Regions from separate parts of the Gossypium hirsutum genome. Here region 2 is linked to region 1. Evidence: chromatin contacts called from public Hi-C data. All regions are on one chromosome and are shown on one strand. Each heading gives the region's core, a stretch centred on a gene start, on an enhancer-like site or on the middle of the called end of the contact. The rest is flanking DNA. Distances are from core to core; before and after follow the strand shown. Region 1 has its middle 33 kb from the start of LOC107891857. Region 2 holds the start of LOC107891855.

Region 1 (7,075 bases), core at 2,805-5,304:
GTGTGGCCCCCTGGACCCAAATTGGCCTTAGCCGTGTGATCCATTTTTATGTAACTGGTGCTAGCTAAAAATTCATACATGTTTTCACTATTTACTTATATGTTCATTCAAAGCTGTTTACTTAAGTCATTGTCACTAAATTATTTATATCTTAAGCTATAGAATTTCAAATTAAGATCCACTTGATTTGTTTGAAACTAGACTCAAACCTTTCTACCATAAAATTTTTAGAATTTATAATTTATCAAATAAGTATAGAAAAAATCTTCAAATTTATCCCTATTCTACTGTTTGACAGCTCCAACCTTTCCTTACTAAAAATTATTTATCTCTTAGTACGAAATTTGTATGATATTTCTGTTTGTTTCTCTTGAAAATAGACTTATTAAGAATTTAAACATATAAATTTATGATCCTAATTAATATTTTTACAAGTTTTAATGATTTTCCAAAGTTAGAATAAGGAAACCCTAAATCATTCTAACATTGTCTCACAAAATTTATTATATCTCATAATTTACAATTTCATTGCTTACACTGTTTCTTCCATGAAAAATTAAACTCAATAAAATTTAATTTCATATTTTATTCAACCTTTAACTTAATTTTTATTATTTTTGATGATTTTTCAAAGTTGACTACTGCTGCTGTCCAAAATAATTTTAGTGCAAAATGTTGATTTCCAAGTTCATCACCCTTGTTTCCTTTCTCTACAATTTTTTCGCATCATTTTCTCTTATTTCTCTTATTTCTCGAAAGCAAGCAATTTCAAATTTTTGTCGAATCCTATTTTCTGCGTTTCAGGTACACACTTAATATCGTTTTAGATGTGTAAGCACTCCTAAGCCTTTAGAACCTAAAAATCGACCAACATATCTCTAAAGTAAATCACTTAATTCATTTTTAATCCACCAATTTTAGAAGGAACTCAACTAAAAACCTAAAAAAACCTTTACCTCACTTGAGTAACCACGACTTCACACAATCACAACGTCAATTCAAAAGCAACCCCCCGTGATTAACTCCTAAACATCAAAAAGGAATTACCCTTTTAAAGATTAACCAAGAACGATTAACAATGGACAATCGTTACTTACTGAACACGCGCAACCAACGATGAACAACCGAATCAATTGGAAAAAAAACGAAAGAGAAAAAATGGAAATTTCAACTACTAGGGGAAAGAATCAGCAGAGGAGAGAAAAAAGAAGAAAACATCTAAAAAAGTTTGGGGAATTGGAGAGAAAACCGAAACTCTATTATTATTATTTTTTTGTAACAAAAAGATAATCTTATTATTTTTTGAGAACCTCTCCCCAATTATCTCCTAAAATCACTACCTATTAAACCACTAAAACACAACTACTCAAAATTTTGCCCCAACACAACTCTTAGCCGAAATTTGAGTAAAAATATTATCTCTATGCCATCATAGAGAATTGAACACAAGACCTCCAACACTCCAACACTCTGCTTAACAACTAAACCAGTAAGCCCATTCTGATATAAACTTAACAACAATTAAACTTAAGCCCTTTGCATAAGGTTAAGGCTTTATTTATAAAAATACCAAAATTTGCCCAAGTAATGCTTAAACTTGAGACCTCTCACACACACATAGAACATTTAGCCACTGAAGCAGATACTCAATTGTGTGTCATACATACACGAAATCAAAACTTTAAATTTTGGAGCGATACAAATTAACAAAAATAATATAGTATTTATTTTAAAAATTCCAAACCCTTCAACTATTACTCATTTTCGACCAATTAGCTTATGCGATGTGCTCTATAAGTTAAATCGGTAAGGTCATAGCAAATCATCTTTCGATAGTCATTGATAAATGTATAGATCTAGCACAGAATGCGTTTGTATCGAGGAGGTTAATCTAGGATAATGTGTTGTTGGCCTATGAAATCTTTCATACCTTGAAACAGAAGAAGATGGGAAAAAAAGGATTTATTGCAGTAAAATTGGATATGAGTAAAGCGTATGATAGAGTTGAATAACATTTTGTTGAATAAATTATGAAACGAATGAGTTTTGATCCAGGTTAGGTTGATTCTTTGATGAAGTGTGTATCTACAGTTTCTTATTCGGTGGTTTTTAATGGACATAGGTGATTATTTTCGTCCTACAAGGGGATTAAAACAGGGTGACCCTTTGAGTCTGTCCCTTTTCTTAATTTGTGGGGAAGGTTTTTCTAATCTTATGCGACTGGCTATGAGGGGAAACACACTTAAAGGGGTTAAGGCAAGTAGAAATGGTCCACAAGTTTCACATCTATTATTCGCAAATGATTGTATATTGTTTGGGGAGGCTACAGATATAGGTGCTCATTCACTAAAGCAGATTTTGCTTGACTATGATAATTGTTCTGATCAATGTGTAAACTATGACAAATCTACAATATTTTTTAGTATTAATACGCAAGAAGGGGACAAAACAACAATTTCCAAGGCCCTTAGAGTACTAAGTTCGAATAATCCGAAAAGGTACCTTGGTCTTCCTAATATAGTAGGAAGAAGAAAGATAATGTCATTTCCAATTTTGAAGGATATAATTAAACAATAGATTGATAGCTGGAGTGTAAGACATCTCTCCCAAGGTGGAAAAGAGGTATTTATAAAAGCTATTCTTCAAGTTATTCCAACCTATACCATGACATGTTTCTTACTCCTTAAATCTCTATGTGCTGAAACAGAAAGCATAATTGCAAAATTCTGGAGGCAGAAAAGTCGAGATAAAAAATGTATAAATTAGTGTACTTGGAAAGACTTATACTCTTTGAAAGAAGATGGTGGATTAGGATTTCGAAATCTCGATAAATTTAATATTGCGTTATTAGCCAAACAAGGGTGGCATCTTATTAATTTTCCCAATACTTTACTAAGCCGTATTTTAAAAGCAAAGTATTATCCAAATTCAGATTTTATCAATGCTCAATTAGGAAATTTACCTTCGCTTACCTGGAAGAGTGTTGGGCAGTAAAAGGAGTTTTGGAGAAAGGATTATGTTGGAGGGTAGGCACAAGAGATCGTATCTCTATTTAGGGCAATTTATAGACATCGGGAGCTGAAAAAGACAGATTGCAAAATAAGGCCAGCAATGAAAATATCAAGAAAGTATCAAATCTGATTGTTGGCACTAATAGAACTTGGAATACAGATTTAATTGTTAATACCTTTAATGTGGACATTGCAAAGAAGATTCTATAGATCCCTTTGGCAGAGACAGTTCATGAAGACTTCCAAGTGTCGAGAAGGGAACCGTCAAGAGAATTCTTAGTCAGGAGTGCTTATAAACTACTACAGGAGGCTAATTCGGGTCCTAGTGATAATTTTTTACAGGCCAAGACTAGAGATTTCTGTAGGAAATTATGGAATATACATCTCCCTTCAAAAATTAAATTAACAATAAACTACAGGAGGCTAATTTGGGTCCTAGTGATAATTTTTTATAGGCGGAGACTAGAGATTTCTGTAGGAAATTATGGAATATACATCTCCCTTCAAAAATTAAATTAACAATTTGGAGAATTTCTTGGAATTATATTACTACTTTAACTAATCTCAAGAATAAAAAATGGTAATAGCAGCTCTTTGTCCCAGATGTCACAACTCCGAAGAAGACAGTAACCAAATCTTCCGGTACTGTCCTACAACAACAGAAGTATGGTTGAACTTAAATATCTCTTGGGTTTTAATAATGATCTTTACAGTATATGGGAGTGGCTTACCTGAGCATTCAGTCGAGGAAATATAGAATAATGTCATCTCTTTTGTTGTGGATTATGGTCAATCTAGAAACATAGAAATCAACTAATTTATGAAAGGAAGAGTTCTACAGGCAGAGATATTTCGAAACAAGTTATCAATTATATATCGGAGTTGAATGGAGTGGAACAAAAAAAACTCCCCTTAAATGTTAACAAAGGTCACAAACAAACTGCAAGAAGCACAAGGGTGACTGTCTTTTTTGATGCGGCCTTTGACAAGAGATCTTTCAGATCTGCTTCTGGTCTGGCTGTACGAGATAAGGGGGGAGGGATCTTGGTATCAAAGACGGTGATCCACTCCGATATATCATCCCCGTTCGTGGTGGAGGCAGATGCAGGGTTACAAGAGATTCAATTAGGTATTACAATGGGTTTTAACAGTCTACAAATAATAGGGGACTCAAGAACAGTGATAAAGAAATGTCAATCTAAAGATCCGGACAAATCGATTATAGGAGCGCTCATTAGAGGCATTCAAAGCAAAAAAGTTTATTTTCAGGATATCAATTTTCATTTTATTCCTAAATCAGAAAATGAATATGCACATTTCCTTGCCAAAGATGTACTGAAGAAGGGAGTGGGACATTACCTGCAGGGGAGGATCCAGGCCATGCTCATCGCGAGAGGGAGAATCGGAGACCAAGAAAGCTAGATTGAGAGCAGCAGAGTTCAGATGAAAGAAGGTCTTCAAAGAAATTGATAGCAGAAGAGTAAAGTTTTTTTGGGGAATTGCTATCATTAAAACTGGAAAGGTGAAATGAAAAGACAAGGGATGGCGTCCAGCTGTAGTAATTGACTGGACAGAAATTAGGTTTCCTTTTTTATTATTTATTTGAATTTTTTTTTAGTTTATGGGTCATTTCTATATGGGATTGGGCCTAATTCTATTGTTTCTTTTAAGTTTTATTTGCCGTTTCTTTTTTGGGTTTTAAGCCATTATGGTGATAATCCTCATTTGTAATTTCTGATTTAGTTTAATATAAAGTCCAGTTGATTTTTCAAAAATATATATATTGATAAAGAAATATGAATAATAAATTTTTAGTAGGGACTAAATTGAATTTTAATAAAAATGATAGACTAAAGTGTAATTTGACCATGAAAGAGAAATGGTGAAGTAATTAATTATTTTATTTAAAAATAACATTGAAAATATATTAATATTTAAAGAAGAAAAATCAAGATATAGACTATATTGTACTTGGAAAGAGAGTAGAGGGACTTATATACATTGAGTGAAAAAGGATTAAATGCAATTATGATAGGGATAAATCTTAAAATTATACATGAACTTCGATTTAATGTGTAATTGTATATATGAACTTTAATTTAATGCAATTATACATGTGAAACTCTAATTGTGATTTAAATATATACCTAAAACTTTAATTTTGATTTAACCATGCACATTTAAAGAAATAAATACATCAATTTATTTTTATATTGGCTAAATATAGTTATTTATGTAAGCAATATAAAAACATAAAATAATGTTATATTAATAATTATGTTAATAATTTACAACAATTGGATCAAATCAAAATTTCATGTATAAAATTACACAAAATTAAAATTCATGTATACGATTGTACATTAAATCATAGTTCATGTATAGTTTTGGGATTTATCTTATTATAATAATATTTACATAAATAATGATTAAATTGGGACACATATATACTATGTCAACAAACGAAAAAAAAAGTGAAATTAATGGTTATTTTAACCTTATGGCTTAAATATGAGTAAAAATATTTTAAAGAGCAATTTGGTATTTTATCGTTAATGATTATGTTAAATATTTAATTAGAAAATATATTTTGGTAGAATGAATTTGTGCCATTAGATTAAAGTTTTAATTGATTTAATAATTAAATAAATGGACAAATAAATGAAGAAAATTTTAGAAAAATTGTGGGAATTCTTCCTTACTTGGTAGGCCTGTTCATTGGTCGGGTCACCTAGCCCGGTTCAAAGGCCCGCCCAAAATATGGGAAGGTTTGGACAAAAATATAAGTCCGAAAAATAGGCTTGAATAAAAAAAAGGCCCGTTGAGCCTCGGGTAAGGTATTTTTGGTCTAGGCCCGGCTTGAATTCACTAAAGGAAAAAAAATCTGTTTTTTATTTTTTTTAATGCTATTTTCTTGTTATTTTCTCCCTATTTTGCTATCATTCTACTATTATGTTGCTACTATTTTGTTGTTACTGTTTGGATATTGTATAAAACTTGTTTTATTGTTAATTTTGTTATTATTTTAGAAGCATTTCTTAATTTTGTTATTATTTTAGAGGCATTTGTTTGTTAAGTTGCATCTATCTTAGTGTTATATAAGTATACATATTTTTTAAAATCTATTTTCAATTTGTTGGAAAATATTTATTTTGATGTTTTTAGTATTTTTGATGTATTATATATATTTAAAAATTATATAAAAATCAATATAAAAAAACAATACAGGTCGGGTCGGGTTTGGGCAAAATTTTAGGCTCATTTTTCGGGTCGAGCCTAGTAAACGGGACTAAATTTTTAATTAGGTCTAGCTCGAACCCAGCCCAATCCGGCCCATGAATACATCCTGGGTATTGGCACGGGAAATAAAGAGAGGGAAGAGAGAACTTGACATAATTTCTGACCAAGTTTCATTATGAAAATCTAGAAACTTCATGAAAATAAAAGTAGCTTATGCATTTAAAAATAATTCAAGGATGATTTTTTATTTTTTATTTTTTGAAATGAAATATGGGAACTTGGAGATTGAAGAAGAAGTGAAGAGAGGATGTATATAGGTAAGTTAATAGCTATGAAAAATTAAGGTAAGTTGTATAATTTATTTTCCGTAAGTTTGAATAGGATATATATATATATATATGTGTGTAGATTAAGTGAATTTATATGAAATTGGTTTGTATATTTACATGAATTTAGTTGTATTATATGCATGCATGAAAGTGTTATGTTGAAAGGGTAATGAATGAATTATGAATAAGAAAGTGATGATTGAAAATGGAGATTTTGTAAGTTTAAATGATAAAAGTAAATTAATAAGTTTTTGGTGTAGTGATAAAGTATATTAGACTTTTAAGAAGAGAATGTGGCTTTAAACTTTGAAAATTATATTGTTGAGAGGACAATTTCGAACTCCGAACATAAACTGTAAAATGAATATGAAAGATAAAACAAAAAAAATGAAGAAGAAATACAATATTATTGATTTTAACAATTGGAAAAGTGGGGAAAACAATAAAGATGGTATGAAAATGTTATATTTTGTAAAAGTGTTCCTTGGTATTGTT
Region 2 (7,505 bases), core at 474-2,973, 130 kb after region 1:
AATGGAAATGGCAAAAGAACCCAGCTGGTCAAAAATCTCTAAAGCTAACTTTTTTTTGTGACCATACTCTAAAGTTAACTTGACTATGGCAAAAGTTAATGCATTTCCACCTAGCCTAAGGAATGCAAGTGCCATGCAGATATGCTAGGCTTCACCAACTATAATGAAAGATACCTCCTTGGTTCTTAAAGCTTGAAGAAAATGGGTAATTTTTACACCTCTCTCTCATTCTTTTCCCCACAACTAAGCTTTATTGGATATTTTAACTTGGGCCTAAGCTAAAATATTTGACATCACAAAAGCACTACTAATATTCAAACTAGTAAGAAAGTAATTCAAATAATGATCAAAACTTCACATAGCCTACACCAAGGGTAATGAAAGATGCTACCTTGGTTCTTAATTTTCTTACTTTACATAAATTTTATGCAAATGGGTTAACTTTTATGCCCATACTCATTCTTTCCCTGCCAACTAAGCCTTGTTAGACATATTGCCTCGTGCTTAAGCTAAAATATTTGACAGAACAAGAACCCTCCTCATATTCAAACTAGTAAGAAAGTTATTCAATAATGATTTAGACTTCGCATGGCCTACAAAACTTCGAAGAAAGATGCAACCTTGGTTCTTAACTTGTTTTACATAAATTTGATGAAACTGGGTAATATGTAATTCGTTCCTGCCAAATAAGCCTTGCTGGACATATTACCTAGCGCATAAACTAAAAGATGCGTTCAGTTTCCTACTCAAAATCGCAAGAACCCTCATAGTATTCGAAAAGGAAAGAAAGCTATTGGACGCCTAATACTCCACATTGCTTGCTCAATCATCAAACAATAAGCTGTACTTTATACATAAAATTAAAAAAAATAAAGAAATGCTTTGAACAGGGAAACGTACCCCAGCTTTGGGTTTATGAAGAAGAACGTCTTCCTCTGAATAACCGGCAAAGTCTAAAAACACTGGAAATGGCTTCTTCGAGAAAAACATACAGAGAGTCAACAATCTTAAAAGCTTGTTTAACTCTTCTTTAATCTCTTGCCCCTTTAATTCCACACAATTGTTTCCCGCATATACACTAGCCACTTGCAAATTTCCCTAAAAAATAAAAAAAGGGGGTTTAGAACAAAATTTCTAATATTTACATCAAAGAACTAATTTGACTAAACAAGAGGTTGAATTAAACGAACCTGTCTCCGCATAAGATAATTAATGCCAAAAGCCAAATCGCCGATCGGCCATTTGCCCAGAGTTTCCGAGTAAGTGAATCTTAGAGTCTCCGATATCGTGGCGATGGCTTCGAGCCATGTTGCGGGCGCTTGAGCCGGTCTTCTTGCTATTCTCTTCTTCAACGATCTGCTCGATTTTAATAAATCTTCGCCTTCTTCTCCGCCATCGACGCCGTCTTTAGCCGCCGATTTCTTTAACCAGACGTAATAAAGTATCACCGCCGCCCCTGCCGCCGTGGCCATTGTCCCCGCTGCCATCGTCTCAGCTTTCCACCAGGTCTCTTATCAAATAAAGCATATGATATCGATCGTGAAATTTACAATTAACCGCCGCTGATTCCTCCTCCGCAATTTTTTTAATGAGATTTTTATTTATAATCTCAACAAAATTACCATTTTCTTACCTTTTTTATGGAAAGTTGCAGAGGAAGAAGGGAAAGAAAGACGATTGTGAAATGACTAAGAAGGACAAAAAAAAAAGTACAGCTGGACAACAAAGCTAATACTTAACTATCTTTCCAAAAATACATTTTTTTAAATAAATTATATAATAAATTTATAGAATGTTGGTTAAATTTTAAATATTTTTGAAATGATAAAGAATGAAAGACTAAAAATTATTATTACGTTATAAATTCCTTATGTATATTCTAAATTTTATATAAAATATAAAAAGGATAAAAATATTTTTAAAATAATATATATTTTTTTATATAAATATTAGATTTTTAGTAAATTCACAACTACATCAATAATCCGATTAATGAATAACATAAACTTAATAAGAATTTTAAACGATAATATTAATATCAAATTTTATATCATGTGTCCTTATAAATAAAGTAGGCATGATGAATTAATCATGACTTTGTATCGAGTTGGCAAGTAAAATAACAATGATGTAAACATCTCATAGATTGAAGTTATATTGCTTCACAAATCTAATTTGTAGTATTTTGAAGTAACAATAAAATAAATAATTTAATAACAGTCATGTTTTAAAAATATTGAGACTGACTGACACAAACCTCAAGCATTGTAAGCTTTTCACTTAAAATAATTAAATATTAATAGATTATGGCACATAAATGAAAAAAATATATAAAAATATATTTATTAAAAGTTTATGTAGAAATCAAATAAAAAATTTTTGATTAAAATAGTAAAATTGAATGCTTAAAAATATATGTATTGAATATTTAAAATTTTAATTAAAATAATAAAATATATTGTACTTTCAAAAATATATATATATATAAACAGTAAAACACATACATCAAAAATATCAAAAAAATCTCAACATGCATATGATTTTATATAAAAATATGTTAGAAAAATAAGACACGCTCATAATATATTATTTTGTAAAAAATAATTATTTTTCAATTGAGTTTGCGCTCAATTGGTTCATAACATAAAGTCAATCAATAATTTTTTTAGTAAGAAGAAGCTAAATACAATTAGCTGTAGTGAGCTTTAACCTTTACAGAGTTCACCAACACCCTTTTACAATAAACCTATAGAAATTTATTTGAGTGGACCTTTATAAATATACACCCTTTTACAATAATCCTATAGCAATTTATTTGAGTGGACCTTTATAAATATGTAATCCAAGTGAGTCATGTCCGTCAATCAATAATTATTTTTTTTATTCAATTAAGAGTTTAAATAATAATATAAATATAAATTATTAATATACAAATACATACATACACGTAATATTTTAAATACGAATCAAATAAATAGGATCAGATTTTCTTAAAAAGCTGAAAGAGGGTATTTTTGTCAGTTTAATAAAAATACGCGTCGAAGCGAAATAGATAAGAAAATGGGGAAGGCGCGCACGTTAGGCAATCCATTAGAGCAACTGAAATTACTCTGCTATTGAACCCCAAAAATGTATCTAATTAAAAATAAATAAAATATATTGAAACGGTGCGTTTGTTTGATTAACAAATTGGCTGGATCCAGCAAGAGGAGATTTATTATTGAGCGTGCCCAAGTGGGTCCATGAGTGGGATTAATGAAGATCCCAAGATAAACCCTAAATTTGTAGGGTCTGGGCTATGGGCACTAGACCTGTTAAGCCTGGTCAGCTCGGCCGGGGCTTTGTTTCAGCAAAGAATTTTTTATTCTAACGAGATTCGAATTTAAATTTAATTATGATATTTTTTTAAAAAAATAGGGAAATAGAATAGTTAGGCAGGTTAGGTTGAGTGCTAACCTAGATTTTTTTTTAAAATAGCTTAGTTTGTGAATACTTCTATCAAGTACTTATTAGAGTTATTTTTTATTATACTATTTTCTAACGTTACATGTAGTGGTTTTATGTGCTTAAAATTTTTTAATTAATTTTTAAATAATATAATTTTAATTATTTTTAATTTCTTATTCAAATTATTAACTATAATTAAAATTTATTTAATTATTTAATAATTCAAATATAATAAATATTAATTTTCAAATATCATATTAAAAATTGATATTTTATAGATAATTTTTTAAATAATATTAAAAATATTTCAATGTTATGAATACTATTAAGTGGATATTCAATTTTTCACCTTTCATCTTCATTAACTCTTTACCTTTCATCTCCTTGTAACCATTTTTCTATTTTTATATTAGAAAATAAGGAGTCTAATCTCCTTATATATATATATAAAGGAGCATACTACTTGTAACATGGATGAAATAAAAGAGAAATGCAATAGAAATCCCCTTATTCTCATCTATTATTCTTGTGTTCTTTACATTATTATTATTATTATTATTTTATATCATGTTATTAGCACAATTTTATTCAAGACTGATAGGTCCTTAGTTTACGTCAAAATTTTGTTGGGCTCCAAGTATTGAAATTTAACTATTTGGTTAAAAAATCATGAGTGGTTGCTCGAGATTTGCTTGGGGATTATCACTTTCTCTTCATTGCAAAGAATGCTCATAATCTCTACTTCTCATTCACAATAACCTAAGTCTAATAATTTTTTAAAAAAATTTGATTCAATTTCTTTAATTTCTATAATTATCTAAGTTCAATTTATATAATTATCTATTTGCACCTCTATGAATTTATAAATCCCTCCTCAAGTTTAATTGTTTCGCTTTCTATGTGGAGATATATATTTTTTTATTTTCTTTATAGAATTTATTGGTTTAGTTTTAATTTTGATAAAATTATATGATTGTTCTTATCTCTTCTTATCTATTGTAAATGTGTATTATATGCAATGATTGGTTTGGAGTTCAAATCTATACATGCTTGAGAACTATATAATGATATTAATCATGAATTTTTGCAAGAAAACATGTAAAAGATTCTTTAAAATTATGGATTAATTTTTGAAAGAAAATTATGATAATAAAAAAAATTCATTCAATCTACTTTATTCCCTAAGGTGAATATAGCATTACATAATCAATCTTAAAAAAGACAAATGTATAGTTGTGATTGTGAGCATGTTTTTTGATGGGCTAGTATAGGTATAATAATCACTACTATAGTGATTATAATAATTCTTTTCTAATGATTATTATTAAATAAATAAAAAAAGTGAGAACAATTAAAGTTTTCCAAATAGTCCTTCAAAGAGAATGAAAATATTTATGTGATACTCAAAGTTCACTTGACACATGCATATTGGTTGAATATTTTGCCAAGGTTTGATTAAAAAGAGAAGGGAACAATGTATAGATACATTTGATTTATCACAATGGTTTTGAAGTAAATTGGCAGACAATGATGACTTTATTGGATTTGTTAACGAATTATATTGTTTATTCATTCCTAGAAGTGAATGAAACTTCTTGTTGTTATTCGCAAATAGATAAGTGGAAGATAGATAGTCTAAAATGTTGCTAAATGTTTATTTCTGGAACAAAATTATCAATGGTTTATACTAATTAATCATTCTTTGGAGTAGATAATATCTTATGATCTTATTCGTAAAGAATATGAGAGAAGTTTACATTATTTTCCAAATTATTTCTTATACATTCCTTGAAGTGAATGTTTATAATAAATATAAAAAAAATTATGATCACTTTTGAACATTGAACTCAATTTGGATATTTAAAAATATAAACGTACTCTCTGAACTGAATATTGCATATACTTTTATAAAAAATATATATTTCTTTTATTGAAATAATGCCATTATAGGCCTCTCATTGGTTTAGACATTTCTAGAAGTAAATGTCATAATATTACTTATATGTGGATACTAGATAAAATGAATCACAATAAAATTATCAATTATCACAATTTATATTGACATTATAATTCTACTAGTTGTGAAAAAATATAATGCTAAACAAAAGGATGAATCTAATAAATATTATGATAAATATGAATGCATCGTGTACATGCCCGTAGTATGTCTAAAACATTTAATTTTTCAAAGTCTTACATATGTTTTAAAAAAAATACTCCATAATGCATGATAATAAAAGTTGAATTGAAATTATATTTAAGAGGTGGAGGTTAGAAAATTTAATTTTAAACCTCTATAGTTGTGACTTTAATATCTTATTATAACCTTATAATATTTTGTACTTTATTGTGTTATGGTATATAAAACAATTTATTTAATTGCATATTGTTTAGTGACATGAATTTATTCTTTACTATGTTTAACATATATTTTATTTATACTTATTCTTTATATAAAAATATATTTTTTATATAAATAAATAAAGGTTTTTTTTTAAGATTTGAAATTTTTATCATCTATGTTGAAAAGAATTGCAAAATTGCATATTATTTAAAATAAATTACACATTCACTAATGTTATATGATAAAGTAATATTTTATTACATGCTCCCGAATAGCTAATTAATATTGCATTAGATTGTAAAAGCTCTTGAAGAGCTAATTTTGCACCTCCTTGTGATGCAAAATTTTTTAAAACATAATATTATTTTTTAGATCAAGAAGATATATATTGTAACACCCTGATTTATTAAATCATATTTTTACGAATTTTATTATAAAATAAGTATCTGTTTCAATGGTTAAGTGATGTAGGTGTGTGCTTAAAGTCTTGGGTTCAAGTTTCACTTTTGGAAATGTTGCTATTTTTGTTCTTAGCTTTATTCTTAATTGCGGGACTTATATTATATTTTTGGTCAACTTATATTAGAATGAGTTTGTTAGTTCAGTGATAAGATATTTGCTTATTTTATGGTCTTGTGTTCAAGTCCTCGAGTGTGCGCTTGACAATAATTTTTGCTTCGGTGTGTATATGTCGTTTGTGTAATAGAAGTTGGATGGAATTGATATTCTGTGGTATTAGATTCTGTGGGATTCAGTTGTTAGTGGGGGTAGTGAGCAGTTTTTGAATTTGAATTTGAATTTTAATTTTGTTAGTTCTCAAAAATTCTCTCTGTTTCTCACATCCTTTTCTTTCTCCATACAATTCTTTTTTTGACGCTTTTTCTCCTTCTTTTGATTTCATACCCTTTTTGGTTTTTCTTCTTTGGTTCTTGTCCATCTTGTTGCAGTTGTGGGCCTTGTGCATTCGAGTTCTTCGATCCGTTCTAAATAGGTAAGTTAATGGGTAGTTTCTTAATCATATGTGTTGGGGGTTTTAGTTATGTTTTTAACGGAAATTCATTGATGGCGTTGTTTGTTCCCTTGCTCGAATAGAGGATGGTCAGGAAGCAATTGGTGCTCCTCCAACGATTTGAGTGTTGGGTGATTACTGTTCGTTGGCGGTAAGTATATTTGTGCGTTGTTCAAATTTGAAAGGCTAAGTTTATGGTCAATTTTTTTGTTTGAATTCGTAAATCGAGTGCTAAAATAATCGTTGGGATACTGTTTTTAGGTTACGGAGGTGTCGGGGTTACTTTTGCATCAAAATTGAACCAGGTGTATAAAGAAAAACTCGAAAAATGGCGATCAACGAGAGCCGAAATTGGGGTTGTCGTTGCCACACGGGCGTGTACTAGGCCTCGACCATTTTGGGTCGTGTAAGCCATACGGGCTAAGCCATTCAGGTTGTACATGTCGTCCTGATCGACTGTGAGCCTTTCGTAGGGTCAGTTTGTATGGTGAAAGCCATAAAACATGAAATCTGCTACTCTGTTAGATTGAAATTGATGTAATAACATTTAATATGATATGTATGATATGTTCTGTTATGTATGAGCATGCTTAGTATTTGTTATACGAGCATGTATATGATATACGTTCTGGTATTTGTCATTCTGTTATATCTAATATTTTGTCTGTATCTGGCTATGGGGCGAGTTATGTAATATGAGAAGGA

What was found. Hi-C and Micro-C count contacts between places; a contact is called where the count stands out from the background.
Region 2: a contact with region 1 is called in a Hi-C map of leaf, with 2.3 times the contacts expected there. The contact joins the promoter of LOC107891855 here to the enhancer-like site in region 1. A contact is called at or near these places in 3 of 34 Hi-C or Micro-C datasets (hypocotyl, leaf and petal).

The regions. Positions count from the first base shown.
Region 1 is chrA09:56,449,812-56,456,886 of Gossypium_hirsutum_v2.1, forward strand. No RefSeq gene overlaps it. Among protein-coding and RNA genes, the nearest start is that of LOC107891857, 33 kb to the right of the region's middle. Within about 2 kb of position 4,055, at least 7 of the 9 cell types and tissues checked have an H3K27ac peak or open chromatin away from gene starts, as enhancers often do. A contact at or near this core is called in leaf, where this site is marked.
Region 2 is chrA09:56,582,030-56,589,534 of Gossypium_hirsutum_v2.1, forward strand. It overlaps LOC107891855, which reads right to left and starts at 1,724. Exons shown (of 7, transcript XM_016816777.2): 1 at 1,191-1,724; 2 at 901-1,098. The coding sequence starts at 1,487.